4 separate regions of the Mus musculus genome follow, and regions 1, 2 and 4 are each linked to region 3. The links are chromatin contacts, called in public HiChIP or PLAC-seq maps. All regions are on one chromosome and are shown on one strand. Each heading gives the region's core, a stretch centred on a gene start, on an enhancer-like site or on the middle of the called end of the contact. The rest is flanking DNA. Distances are from core to core; before and after follow the strand shown. Region 1 holds the start of Atp10a (ATPase, class V, type 10A). Region 2 overlaps Atp10a (ATPase, class V, type 10A). Region 3 has its middle 74 kb from the start of Atp10a. Region 4 overlaps Atp10a (ATPase, class V, type 10A).

What was found. HiChIP or PLAC-seq counts read pairs in DNA pulled down with a chosen protein or histone mark.
Region 1: a CTCF HiChIP or PLAC-seq map of CD8 T cells shows a contact between it and region 3, with 10 read pairs. The contact joins the promoter of Atp10a here to the enhancer-like site in region 3. A contact is called at or near these places in 2 of 39 promoter capture datasets (the 3T3-L1 cell line and hippocampal neurons), 3 of 15 datasets of contacts at CTCF or cohesin (CD8 T cells and the NIH/3T3 cell line), 9 of 484 Hi-C or Micro-C datasets (CD4 T cells, bone marrow-derived dendritic cells, embryonic fibroblasts and 5 more), 7 of 115 datasets of contacts at active chromatin or transcription factors (the 230-238 cell line, CD8 T cells, the NIH/3T3 cell line and 4 more) and 2 of 9 other capture datasets (adipose tissue and pancreatic islet).
Region 2: a CTCF HiChIP or PLAC-seq map of CD8 T cells shows a contact between it and region 3, with 13 read pairs. The contact joins two enhancer-like sites. A contact is called at or near these places in 4 of 15 datasets of contacts at CTCF or cohesin (CD8 T cells, large pre-B cells, pro-B cells and 1 more), 5 of 484 Hi-C or Micro-C datasets (embryonic fibroblasts, group 2 innate lymphoid cells, nephron progenitors and 1 more) and 4 of 115 datasets of contacts at active chromatin or transcription factors (the 230-238 cell line, CD8 T cells, fibro-adipogenic progenitors and 1 more).
Region 4: a contact with region 3 is called in a RAD21 HiChIP or PLAC-seq map of pro-B cells, with 2.2 times the contacts expected there. The contact joins two enhancer-like sites. A contact is called at or near these places in 2 of 39 promoter capture datasets (the 3T3-L1 cell line and hippocampal neurons), 3 of 15 datasets of contacts at CTCF or cohesin (CD8 T cells, the NIH/3T3 cell line and pro-B cells), 3 of 484 Hi-C or Micro-C datasets (CD8 T cells, embryonic fibroblasts and ventricular fibroblasts) and 2 of 115 datasets of contacts at active chromatin or transcription factors (the 230-238 cell line and CD8 T cells).

The regions. Positions count from the first base shown.
Region 1 is chr7:58,656,778-58,659,545 of GRCm38.p6, forward strand. It overlaps Atp10a (ATPase, class V, type 10A), which reads left to right and starts at 1,425. Exons shown (of 21, transcript NM_009728.2): 1 at 1,425-2,138. The coding sequence starts at 1,678.
Region 2 is chr7:58,700,401-58,703,100 of GRCm38.p6, forward strand. All of the region lies in intron 1 of Atp10a (ATPase, class V, type 10A), which reads left to right. Among named protein-coding and RNA genes, the nearest start is that of Gm39019, 29 kb to the right of the region's middle. Within about 2 kb of position 1,446, at least 23 of the 459 cell types and tissues checked have an H3K27ac peak or open chromatin away from gene starts, as enhancers often do. A contact at or near this core is called in CD8 T cells and group 2 innate lymphoid cells, where this site is marked.
Region 3 is chr7:58,583,151-58,585,850 of GRCm38.p6, forward strand. No RefSeq gene overlaps it. Among named protein-coding and RNA genes, the nearest start is that of Atp10a, 74 kb to the right of the region's middle. Within about 2 kb of position 1,306, at least 19 of the 459 cell types and tissues checked have an H3K27ac peak or open chromatin away from gene starts, as enhancers often do. A contact at or near this core is called in CD8 T cells, group 2 innate lymphoid cells and pro-B cells, where this site is marked.
Region 4 is chr7:58,673,238-58,675,937 of GRCm38.p6, forward strand. All of the region lies in intron 1 of Atp10a (ATPase, class V, type 10A), which reads left to right. Among named protein-coding and RNA genes, the nearest start is that of Atp10a, 16 kb to the left of the region's middle. Within about 2 kb of position 1,409, at least 7 of the 459 cell types and tissues checked have an H3K27ac peak or open chromatin away from gene starts, as enhancers often do. A contact at or near this core is called in pro-B cells, where this site is marked.

The DNA of each region.
Region 1 (2,768 bases), core at 175-2,674, 74 kb after region 3:
CTTCTCTCTCTTCCCTTCCCTTCCCTTCCCCTCTCCTCTCCTCTCCTCTCCTCTCCTCTCCTCTCCTCTTCCCTTTCATTCCTTCTCTCTTCCCTCCCTCCCTCCCTCCCTCCTTTCCTTCCTTCCTTCCTTCCTTCCTTCCTTCCTTCCTTCCTTCCTTCCTTCCTTCCTTCCGTAGCTGTTACTTTACTCTTCTAATGCTGGATTCTATTGACTACTATGGGCTTGGTCAAGGATGATAACCTCCAATAGCTGGGTAGCATGTGAACCAAGGAGCACAAGGTTGGACACCCAAAAAGAGGGATAGGAAAAGACAAGTGATTTTTCAGTAAAGCCAGATCAGGACCCTCAGAGGAAGTACCCAAAGCTAGCAAATGGTGCTGAGGTAGGGAGAGAAAGGAAGGACTAGCCTGTTAAAGGAAGAGGCTAAGGTCCTCAAATCTGAACACAAAGTACCCCAAAGTTATTTCTCATTTATTTGCCAGCCATGCTCTCCTAGACCACAAATATCCCCATTTCTCATCTCTGTATCTGTAAAGAGGCACACGGAGTGGAAGTTGTGGGCCCCTACTTCACCTGTAGTATGCTTCCCAGCTCCTTCCAAAGTCACCTTCAATTTCCCAATATTCAATGTATGTAAACTCCTCTCTCCCATCAACAGGAAAGGAACCCTTTGCTCACATTCCCTCAGCTGCCCATCAGGCTCCCTCTCTGCCCAGTCTTTTTCTAGATCTCTAGAACAAAACTGCCCTAGGGAATCTCAGTCCTTGTTTACCAGGCAGGGAAACAGTGACCCAAATGTTTCTTTGGATCTATATTATAATCTTCTCTTCTATGAAGAAATTTAAAAAAAAGTCCTATTTGGGGAACAAAGAATGTTGAAGGTAATTCTAGAAAAAGAAAATTTCCAGTTCACCAAAAAATTATATCTGAAAGTAAGTGCAAGCTGGAGGGTAGGGTGTTTTTTTGTTTTTTTTTTTGTTTTGTTTTTTTTTGGGGGGGGGGACAGAAATAGTGACTTTATGGAGAGTACTTAGGTGGCAATGCGCTTTTCAAAACATAATTTGGAAACTGGAAAATCGGTATACTAAGGATTCTGGGTTTAACTTCAAATGACCCAGCCTTGAGGAGGTCCTAAACCAGCTCTCCAGACAACATTTCCTGGTCCTGGATCAAGTCTGTCTGCTCTAGTTAGAGCGCGCGGGCTAGGAGGGGATGGGGCGAACTGATACTCAGTCTTCCTCTCTTAGTGGCACAGTGAGTTTGCAAACTCTCTGGGACTAAACTGGATGCCTCAGAGAAACGAAAGTAAAGCTCTCTAAAGTTTCCAGCGCGGGCTCTTTTTGTTTCCCGCTATCCGCCCAATCTGAATCTGGGCGCTGAGTGAGGGCGGGGCAGAGGAGCCACCTCGGCGGAAACCGCCCAGGCCGCCTGGGTGGCGGGAGGGGACTGCGAGGGGAAGAGCGCCGAGCCGGCCCGCGACCTCCTGCCCGCGGGGACTAGTAGACCTGGAAGTCTGGACAGGCTGCGCGGGCTGGGCGGGGCTCGGCACGCTGACTGTGGTGTCTGTGCGTCCCGCAGGAGGGGAGTCCGCGCTGCCGCGCCCGGGCGGCGGGCGATGATCACCTAGGAGGCTGGCGCGAGCGGCAGAGGAGCCGGGCGCGGCGACACGCGGCCATGGAGCGGGAGCTCCCGGCGGCCGAAGAGTCCGCATCCTCGGGATGGCGGCGGCCGCGAAGAAGGCGCTGGGAGGGCAGGACGCGCACGGTGCGCTCCAACCTGCTACCGCCTCTGGGCACCGAGGACTCCACGATCGGAGCCCCCAAGGGCGAGCGGCTGCTGATGCGCGGCTGCATCCAGCACCTGGCCGACAACCGCCTCAAGACCACCAAGTACACGCTGCTGTCCTTCTTGCCCAAGAATCTCTTCGAGCAGTTCCACCGCCTAGCCAATGTGTACTTCGTCTTCATCGCGCTGCTCAACTTTGTGCCGGCTGTGAACGCCTTCCAGCCGGGCCTGGCACTGGCGCCTGTGCTCTTCATTCTGGCGGTCACAGCCATCAAAGACCTGTGGGAGGACTACAGCCGACACCGCTCGGACCATGAAATCAACCACCTGGGCTGCCTTGTCTTCAGCAGGTGAGCCAAACTGAGCATCCGAAAAAAGGGTGTTGAGTGTGACTTGCACGAGTCCAGGATGGCCCGCGGAGTAGCCTGGGCCAGGTGAAAATCATTCATCCTCAAAGATGCAGGGGTGCACACAGGTCCCCTGTTCCAGATTAGCACTAAACTTAATTTCTAAACTAGAACGAACCAATGGTTGGCATCTGGTTGCACGTGTTTAGTTTCATCCACATCTGCCCTTACCCTATGCCTAGAATATGATCACCTGAAGTCCTGGCCTCAATCCTTGGCCAAGTCACCATGGCATTTAACACACAGGAATTTATAGCTTGGTCTTAGATAATAGATGTTTTGGGACAAAAAGTTCTGATTCATCGGGCACAGATTAGATTGAAGGTCAGGCAAAAACAACAGTCCATCCATTTAAGTTAGCTATGATCCCGCCACAGTCTGGGTACCATTTTTTAGTCTCCTTGCTCCTTCTCCCTGACCCTGCCGGTGCCCCTCTCTCTCCCTCTGTCCTCCTTTGCCTCTCCTTTTCTTAGGCTTCTTCTTTCTCCACCTTGCTGCAGTGTTTTTGAGATAGGATCTCAATGTAGCTCAGGGTGATGACCTAGTGATGAGCTTCCTTCCTTAGTTTCCCCA
Region 2 (2,700 bases), core at 196-2,695, 120 kb after region 3:
GGAGGATATCATCCTTAGTGAGGTAACCCAATCACAGAAGAACTCTCATGTTATGTACTCACTGATAAGTGGATATTAGTCCAGAAACTTAGAATACCCAAGATACAATTTGCAAAACACAAGAAAATCAAGAAGGAAGACCAACATGTGGATACTTCATTCCTCTTTAGAATAGGGAACAAAATACCCATGAAAGGAGTTACAGAGACAAAGTTTGAAGCTAAAGACAAAAGGATGGGCCATCCAGAGACTACCTCACCTGGGGATCCATTCCATAATCAGTCACTAAATGCAGACACTATTGCATATGCCAGCAAGATTTTGCTGAAAGGACTCTGATAGAGCTGTCTCTTGTGAGGCTATGCCAGTGCCTGGCAAACACAGAAGTGGATGCTCACAGTCAGCTATTGGATAGAACACAGGGCCCCCAATGGAGGAGCTAGAGAAAGTACCCAAGGAGCTGAAGGGGTCTGCAATCCTATAGGTGGAACAACAACATGAACTAACCAGTACCCCAAGAGCTTGTGTCTCTAGCTGCATATGTAGCAGAAGATGGCCTAGTTGGCCATCATTGGGAAGAGAGGCCCCTAGGTCTTGCAAACTTTATATGCCCCAGTACAGGGGAACACCAGGGCCAAGAAGTGGGAGTGGGTGGGTAGGGGAGCAGGGTGGGGGTGTGTGTATAGGGAACTTTCGGGATAGCATTTGAAATGTAAATAAAGAAAATATCTAATTTAAAAAAAGAAAAAGAAAGAACTTAATTTGCTTTTATTTTAGGGGGAAGTTGCAATTTAGTTTGATTAGCTTTGATTTACCGCAGTCAAACATTCACTCAGTTTATAAATCCTAGCAGCTGGAGTTGTAGGCCAGCCTAGAGGCGGGGTTGGGTGTGTGTGTGTGTGTGTGTGTGTGTGTGTGTGTGTGTGTGTGTGTGTGTGTGAGAGAGAGAGAGAGAGAGAGAGAGAGAGAGAAGGAAATGTGTTCAGCTGTGGACTGATAATACACTGTATAAAGGTTAAAGATTGTGTGAGAGAAGGCAGGAGCAAGAGAAACAATTTGTGGGAAGAAGAGTGTGACAGCTCTGTGGTCTACATGTGGTGGGAGGGAGGGTGACCTGGGGTTTGTTTCCCTTGCTACTAAGGTGATGACTTTCATTGTTGTCTGTGTATGAAACGTATACCCTGATTTCTCATAGCCTTATTGTGTGGTAGAGCACGATCGTATGATCTTGGTACTCCGATCCTTTGGTTACCAGGAACAGGACAGGACATGGCTCACATAAAATCCACAGAGTCTCCCACAGTTATACATCCAGATTAAAATTTTAATGTATTGCTGAAATAAATACAAGTTGTTATTGATGGGAACATGTTTTGGCCACAGTTCCCAGTTGAAGATTCCACAGTCTGAATCACACTGCATGATTACTTGATGGGCTAGTTCCCGGCCACTGACTCCACCCTGTGTTGGTGTGCATCCTTGGAGCTTTGTATCCCTGTCAGTTCACTATGATTATAGTTATGTGTCATAAAATATTCTGCACGAGTGCATTTTTTTTTCAATGAGACGTTTCTTTGTATAACTCTGGCTGTCCTGGAAGTTTCTCTGTAGTCCAGGCTGACCTCAAACTCAGAAATCTGCCTGCCTCTGCTTCCCAGTGCTAAGATTAAAGGGGTGTACTACAATACCCAACTAAAATCGTCATTTTTAAAGACTACAAAGTTTCTGTTTACAAGAATGTTATCATTACTTCACTATTGACGAAGTGTAGTAATGGTTGCAAATTGTAGTAATGGTTGGGTGAGTGTGTGTACATGCATATGTGTGTATTGTGTTATTGTGTGTGCATGTATGTGCCTATGTGTACATGTACCTGTTTGTACTTGTATGTGTGTATCCATATGGGTATGTTTGTGTGTGCATGTGTGTGTGTGCAAGGGTGTGTGTGTTATGTTATGTGTTATGGCACATGTGGAGGCATGTGGTACATGTTAGAGGACAACTTTAAGAAGTTAGTCCTCTTTTACCTTGCTAAGATAGAGCTTGTTTCTGCTGCTGCCTTGGATCTTGCAAGCTTCTAAATTCGATCATCTATCTTTGTCTCTCACCATAGGAGTTCTGGGATTGCAGCACTCTGCCCTTTTGTGTGGGTTCCCTGGACCCATCATTGATTGTCAAGCCTAGTGCTGAGCCATCTCCCTAACCCTGAAATCTTGGTACTTGCTTGTTTAGCCCAAGCAAAGCTTCCTCTCTGATATTCCGTGTCTCCTCTTGAAATATCTTCTCCACCTCAGAACCTTTCCCTAGCGCTCAAATCAAGTCTGCCTCCAAGACATACTAGTTATTGGCTTATGTTTATCTGTCTGTGTCTCCAGGGCAAGTGAACACTGTTTCTTTAAGGTCATTAGTTACATTTTGTTTTTTCTTTTTAAAAAAAAAAACTGATTTTTTTCATTTCCTTAAAAATTCTGAATTTTGAAAGGTGTTAGTAATCAAATCCAGAGCCTTGTGCGTGCTGGGCAAGCACACCTACACTTCTGGGTTTTTAAAACCTGATGATCTTTTTTTTTTTTTTATGTCTAAGTGGTGTAAATGTGTAGACACAATGCATATGAGTTTTGCACATCATCATTAACACCAGTAAGTATATTTTGCCATGTAAATATGAAAACTTGATTTTGCTTAAGCTTATACATTTTG
Region 3 (2,700 bases), core at 56-2,555:
ACTCCTTCAGCAGAAGGTGTGCTGCTGTTAGAAATAAATATAATTCCAACAGAAGGTAGGGGTGCACACCTATAATCTCAGCAGTTAAGAGGCTTGTGAGCATGAGGCCATCCTAGGCTGTGCACAACCAGCGTCTGTAGCAAAATGAGCAAATGAAGAAATCAGGTCTACTCTACTAGATATTCTATGTGAAATTTAATTTGTTTCTACATCCACATCAGAATCCTTGCAGGTCAGAGGCGGGAGTCCAAGGGATGAGGAAATGCTTGTAGGCTGAGTGCACTGTAAGTATTCGGACTGCTTCTCTGAGGCTCTCTTCCCCCTCCATATGACTCTCAGGCTGGAAAGCCAGTGTGTTGTTTCTCATGCCTATGGTTCCCTGGGATTGTAAGAACTCCAATTGGTCCACCCCAACCGCCTCCTTCTATAATGGCCCAAGTATTTGATGGCAAACTATTAGATTTAGACAGTACATGCTCACTCCTCATATACCTTTCTACCAATACAAATTTACAAGCTAGGTATGGTGAGGCATAACACTCAAGAAGCTGAAGCAGGAGAATTTCAAAACCAAGTCGGCCTAGGCACAAAACAAATTCCAAGCCAGCCTGAGCTATACAACAAGACCTTGCTTCAGAGGCAGGAGGTATTTGTTACAAGAATTTTGCCAAGACAGTCAGGAACAGTGTGTTGGCCCTGCTGCCATCTTAGCAGTAGCTTCAAAAGGACAGTTTTAGCTTAGAAAAGCATGCTTTCCTCTTTTAGTGTGACACTTCTCAGAGAACATAGTAAAATAGAACTAAATGTTTTTTATTTAAAAGAAAAAGTCGCACTTTTATTTAAGGCCTACGAGAAGGATCCAGATGAAACGCAAGTCAATGTCAGATCAAGCCACTTTATATATATATATATATATATATATATATATATATATATATATATATATATATATATTAGGTATTTTCCTCATTTACATTTCCAATGCTATCCCAAAAGTCCCCCATACACTCCCCCCCACTCCCCTACCCACTTTTTGGCCCTGGTGTTCCCCTGTACTGGGGCATATAAAGTTTGCATGTCCAATGGGCCTCTCTTTGCAGTGATGGCCGACTAGGCCATCTTTTGATACATATGCAGCTAAAGACAAGAGCTCCGGGGGTACTGGTTAGTTCATAATGTTGTTCCACCTATAGGGTTGCAGCAGATCAAGCCACTTTAATTGCTTGACTTTTCCTCACAGAGGGTTCTGTCATCAGTGGTGTGGGCTGCTCACCACTAGATGGTGCCATTGTCTACAGTGCATGCCTTGCCTCTACACTTTTTGCCTTGGGGAGGGGCGAAGGAAAAATACCGGTTCACTTTAACCTATCATCCTGTATTAAGCATTAGCAAGATGCTTCTGAGTCATGTGCTGCTTCTTCAGAGGTTTTCACCTGAAGTCAGGATCCTCTTGGGTCTTCTCCAGGCTTGGAGGAAGGTGGTGAATTAGCCTCCATCTTAAGGTAGCACAGGTACCAGGAATGCAGCAGGGTGCATCAAGAGGATTTGAAAGAAAGACTCAAATTGAAATTGTTCTGGAGAGAAGCAGTTTTGTAGAGAAGAGTTAACAATGAGCTTGACAGAGGTACTGCATCTGAAGAACATATTCCCCCATAGGAAGATGATCTTAGGGTCTAGAGCCTGGGGTATAGGTACTGGGGACTGTGATCCACAGATTCCCTAGGCTGTCTGGAAGTGTGCCATCCTTGTGCAGTGATGACATAGCACCACATGTCATGCATGTACCACTTTATCCTCTTCCAAATGAAGCAGTGAGTTGAGGCATCTTCTACCTGGTTAAATAACAATGCTGGCTTCATTCCCTACAGGTAGCTTTCTTTGTACATAGACTGAGACCTGGGGAGCAGTTGAGCAGGAACTGCAAGAAATAGATGAGGGCAGAGGTACAAGGAGAACATCACCTCCCAAGCATCACAGAGAAGGCATCTGAGCTGCATGTCCATGAAGGGGCAGGCTGCACTGGTGCCTGTGATTTCTCAAGTGTGTCAATTACTATGAAATGACTAGGGGAAATATTGACTTTGCCATTTTATTGGTGGATTCTGGGGATTGAGCCCAGGGTCTTGTATATGCCAAGCACATATGTTTTACCAGTGAGCTGCAATCCTAGTCCTACTAGCAGTGGCTTTAAAGAGAATCTCAGAACACTTGAACTACTGTCCCAAAGACTAAACTACATGGGAGCGCTTACCTAATGTTGTGCCAAAGGGTGAAAGGAAGAGGTAACAGCAATCGTTTTGGGAACTTCTCAGTTATGTGAAATTTAGGGCTTATAAATTCTCAAAGACAGCCCAGAGGCAGGATCAAGAAGCCCAGGAGCTAGGTGGCAATGGTCCAAGCACTAGGATTTGCCACAGCTTGAGAGTGAGCAATCTGGATTTCATGTATGTGACATCCCCTGCTGTACACAGGACAGTTCCCTCTTTCAGACCAAGAAACAAGAGTGTTCTATAACAGAGCTTGAGTACTTTCCTCTGGGGGTGGAGCAAAGTATGTTTCAGTTTGGCAGTCCCTGTGGGAAAAGCACAGCCACACCCTTCAGGAGAGTAGAGACAAAAAGGCAACTCTGGGGGCTCCTTCTCCTCCCTTCCATTCTCCACAGCATGCAGGCACCACTGTGATCAAATGGGCAAGGCAAGT
Region 4 (2,700 bases), core at 159-2,658, 90 kb after region 3:
ACCACTGAGCCATCTCTCCAGCCCTCAACTCTCTCTTAAAAACTACCTACCTACTGTCTCTTACTTGTCTCCTGAGTTCTGTGTGTACTCATAATTTAGGTATTCACATATCCAAAGGTTGAAAGCTAGCATCCACCTATGATAGAGAATATACGATGTTAGTCTTTCTGGGTCAGGGTTACTTCACTCTGATTCACTGATTCCAGCTCCACCCATTCATCTCTAGAATTACATAACATCTTTTTTCTTAACAGCTAAATAGTATAACATTGTGATATGTACCACACTTTAACTATCTGTTTATCAGCTGAGGAGCATCTAGTCTGTTTCCATTCCCTGGCTATCGTGAATAGAGAAGAATGAACATGGATAAAGAGAATATAGCATCTTTTAGGTATATGGCTGAATCATGTGGTAGACTTACTTCTAGTTTTCAAAAAACTCCAGACTGATTTCCTTAATTACTGGAGTGGTTTGCACTCCCACCAACAATGCTTGCTTCAGTTTGCAGTCAGCCACTTTTCTAGGCACTATTTCATTTAAACATTTATTATTATAAATTTAGAGACTTAAAGTAGGTAGTTGGTTTAAGTAAAGATCAATCGATCATCTATCTCTGTCTATCTATCTATCAATCTACCTACCTATTTATCTATCATTGTATGTTTCAAGTTAAACTCAGGGCTTTGTATATGGTAGGCAAACAACTTGATGCCTAGCTATTTGCCTTCCCTGCCCTGAAGATATTTTCGTAACTGATACTCTTTAGTCAGTAGAAAACATTTGACTTGACTTCAAAAGCCTTCTGATATAACCCCGATCATCTCCTTTGGTCTTTATTTCAGGCTTGTCTTATATATTTTCTACTTGGTGACTGGATTCATAGATGGCCTTGTTATTTCTAATGTATTTCTTTTATAGATGAAGCTCCCATGGACTGGCTTGAGCCCATAATTCATTATAGTGACTATCAACCTCTGCGGATTGTGTCTTTCCTGACGAGAGTGTTCAGGTGGTCTCATCTTAGAGGGTCAACACTATTAGGTGTGCAGCCATATATTTAGCTATCACAGTGACTTCCATAGTTCCTGTGACTTGATGCTCATGAGCCACAACTGCGCAATATGATATTTTTTTTCCATTTTTTATTAGGTATTTAGCTCATTTACATTTCCAATGCTATACCAAAAGTCCCCCATACCCACCCACCCCCGCAATATGATATTCTTGTTCTGTTTGACATAGTCCCACTTCTGAACATCATTTGGGCAGGTATTAAAAAGCATTTTTGAAAGAACATTCTGAAGGCAAGGCTTAGCCACACATCTGGATTCCTTGGCTGTGGGAGACTGAGATGGTGGGACCTGCAGGCTCTTTGCCCTTCAGAGTTCGTGGTGGCCAGCTTCTTCCTGCTGGGTTCCTGGAACAGGGGAACCCAGAAGGCTTGTTTGTTCAAGACCTCCTTGCTATATATAGCAGAGTGAAATAACTTACAGGAAAAATCGCAGATGCTATTTTGATTTCTACATTTTTAGAACATCCTTAGCCTTCTAAGTTTACTTGGATTGCATTTGCAGAAGTAAAGTTCATATACATTGCCCCATACAAATTCTCTGGCTGTTCTTCCACTGGAGATAATTATGTTTTGAAATACTTCTCAGACCAAGTTGTTTTTACATGCTTATAAGGAATTCTTTTATATACTTTAAATTAGCCAGGGATAATTAAAATCTCTATAAAGCAGAACTCCTGCCAGCGGGTAGGTGCTGGACAGATGCAGCGTTTTACAATCACTCTCCTCATTTTAACCTGAGGAGTACTACTGTCTAAGCAGATGGAAGCCCCTCCATGTCTTGTGAGGAATAAGGCCCTGAACACTGAAAGGGTACAGATCATCTGACAGGCAGGTGCCCTTATGCCCAATGCACCTCTTTGTAGACATACTGCATTTTTTTGGGGGGAGGGGGATAAATATAGCAAAGCATTTATTGTAGTTTAATTTTTGACTTTTTTTTATTGGGTATTTATTTCATTTACATTTCCAATGCTATCCCAAAAGTCCCCCACACACTCCCCCACCCACTCCCCTACGCACCCACTCCCACTTCCTGGCCCTGGCGTTCCCCTGTACTGAGGCATATAAAGTTTGCACGACCAATGGGCCTCTCTTTCCATTGATGGCCAACTAGGCCATCTTCTGATTCATATGCAGCTAGAGACACGAGCTCCGGGGGTGTATTGGTTAGTTCCATACTGCAATTTTTGTTTTACCAAAACCTTTACATCACAGTATGACCGGTCTTCAATGTGGTCTAGATGTTCTTCCAGCCAAGACAAAGCTACCATTAGCTTGTGTAGCTTTATTGAGCAACACAGTAGAGTATGGACAGCACATAATGTCAGGATGACTGTGGGGACTGCATGTAATCCTAGGGTGACTTTGAAGACTGCACACAATCCCAGGTATAACAGTGGGGACTGCACATAAAATCTTTTTGAAAACGTAAAAGCAAGGCACTGTTTGAATTAACAGTTTAACAGTGTTACGTATATGATGACTTGGTTTGTAAATATACCTTGGTTTTTGTTTGTTTGTCTTAAGAGTCTCACTTATTTAGCCCTGGAGGACTTTGAACTCACTATGTAGTCAAGGCTGTAATCTGTCTGCCTCAGCCTAATTGCTTTTTTTTTTTCAAACAT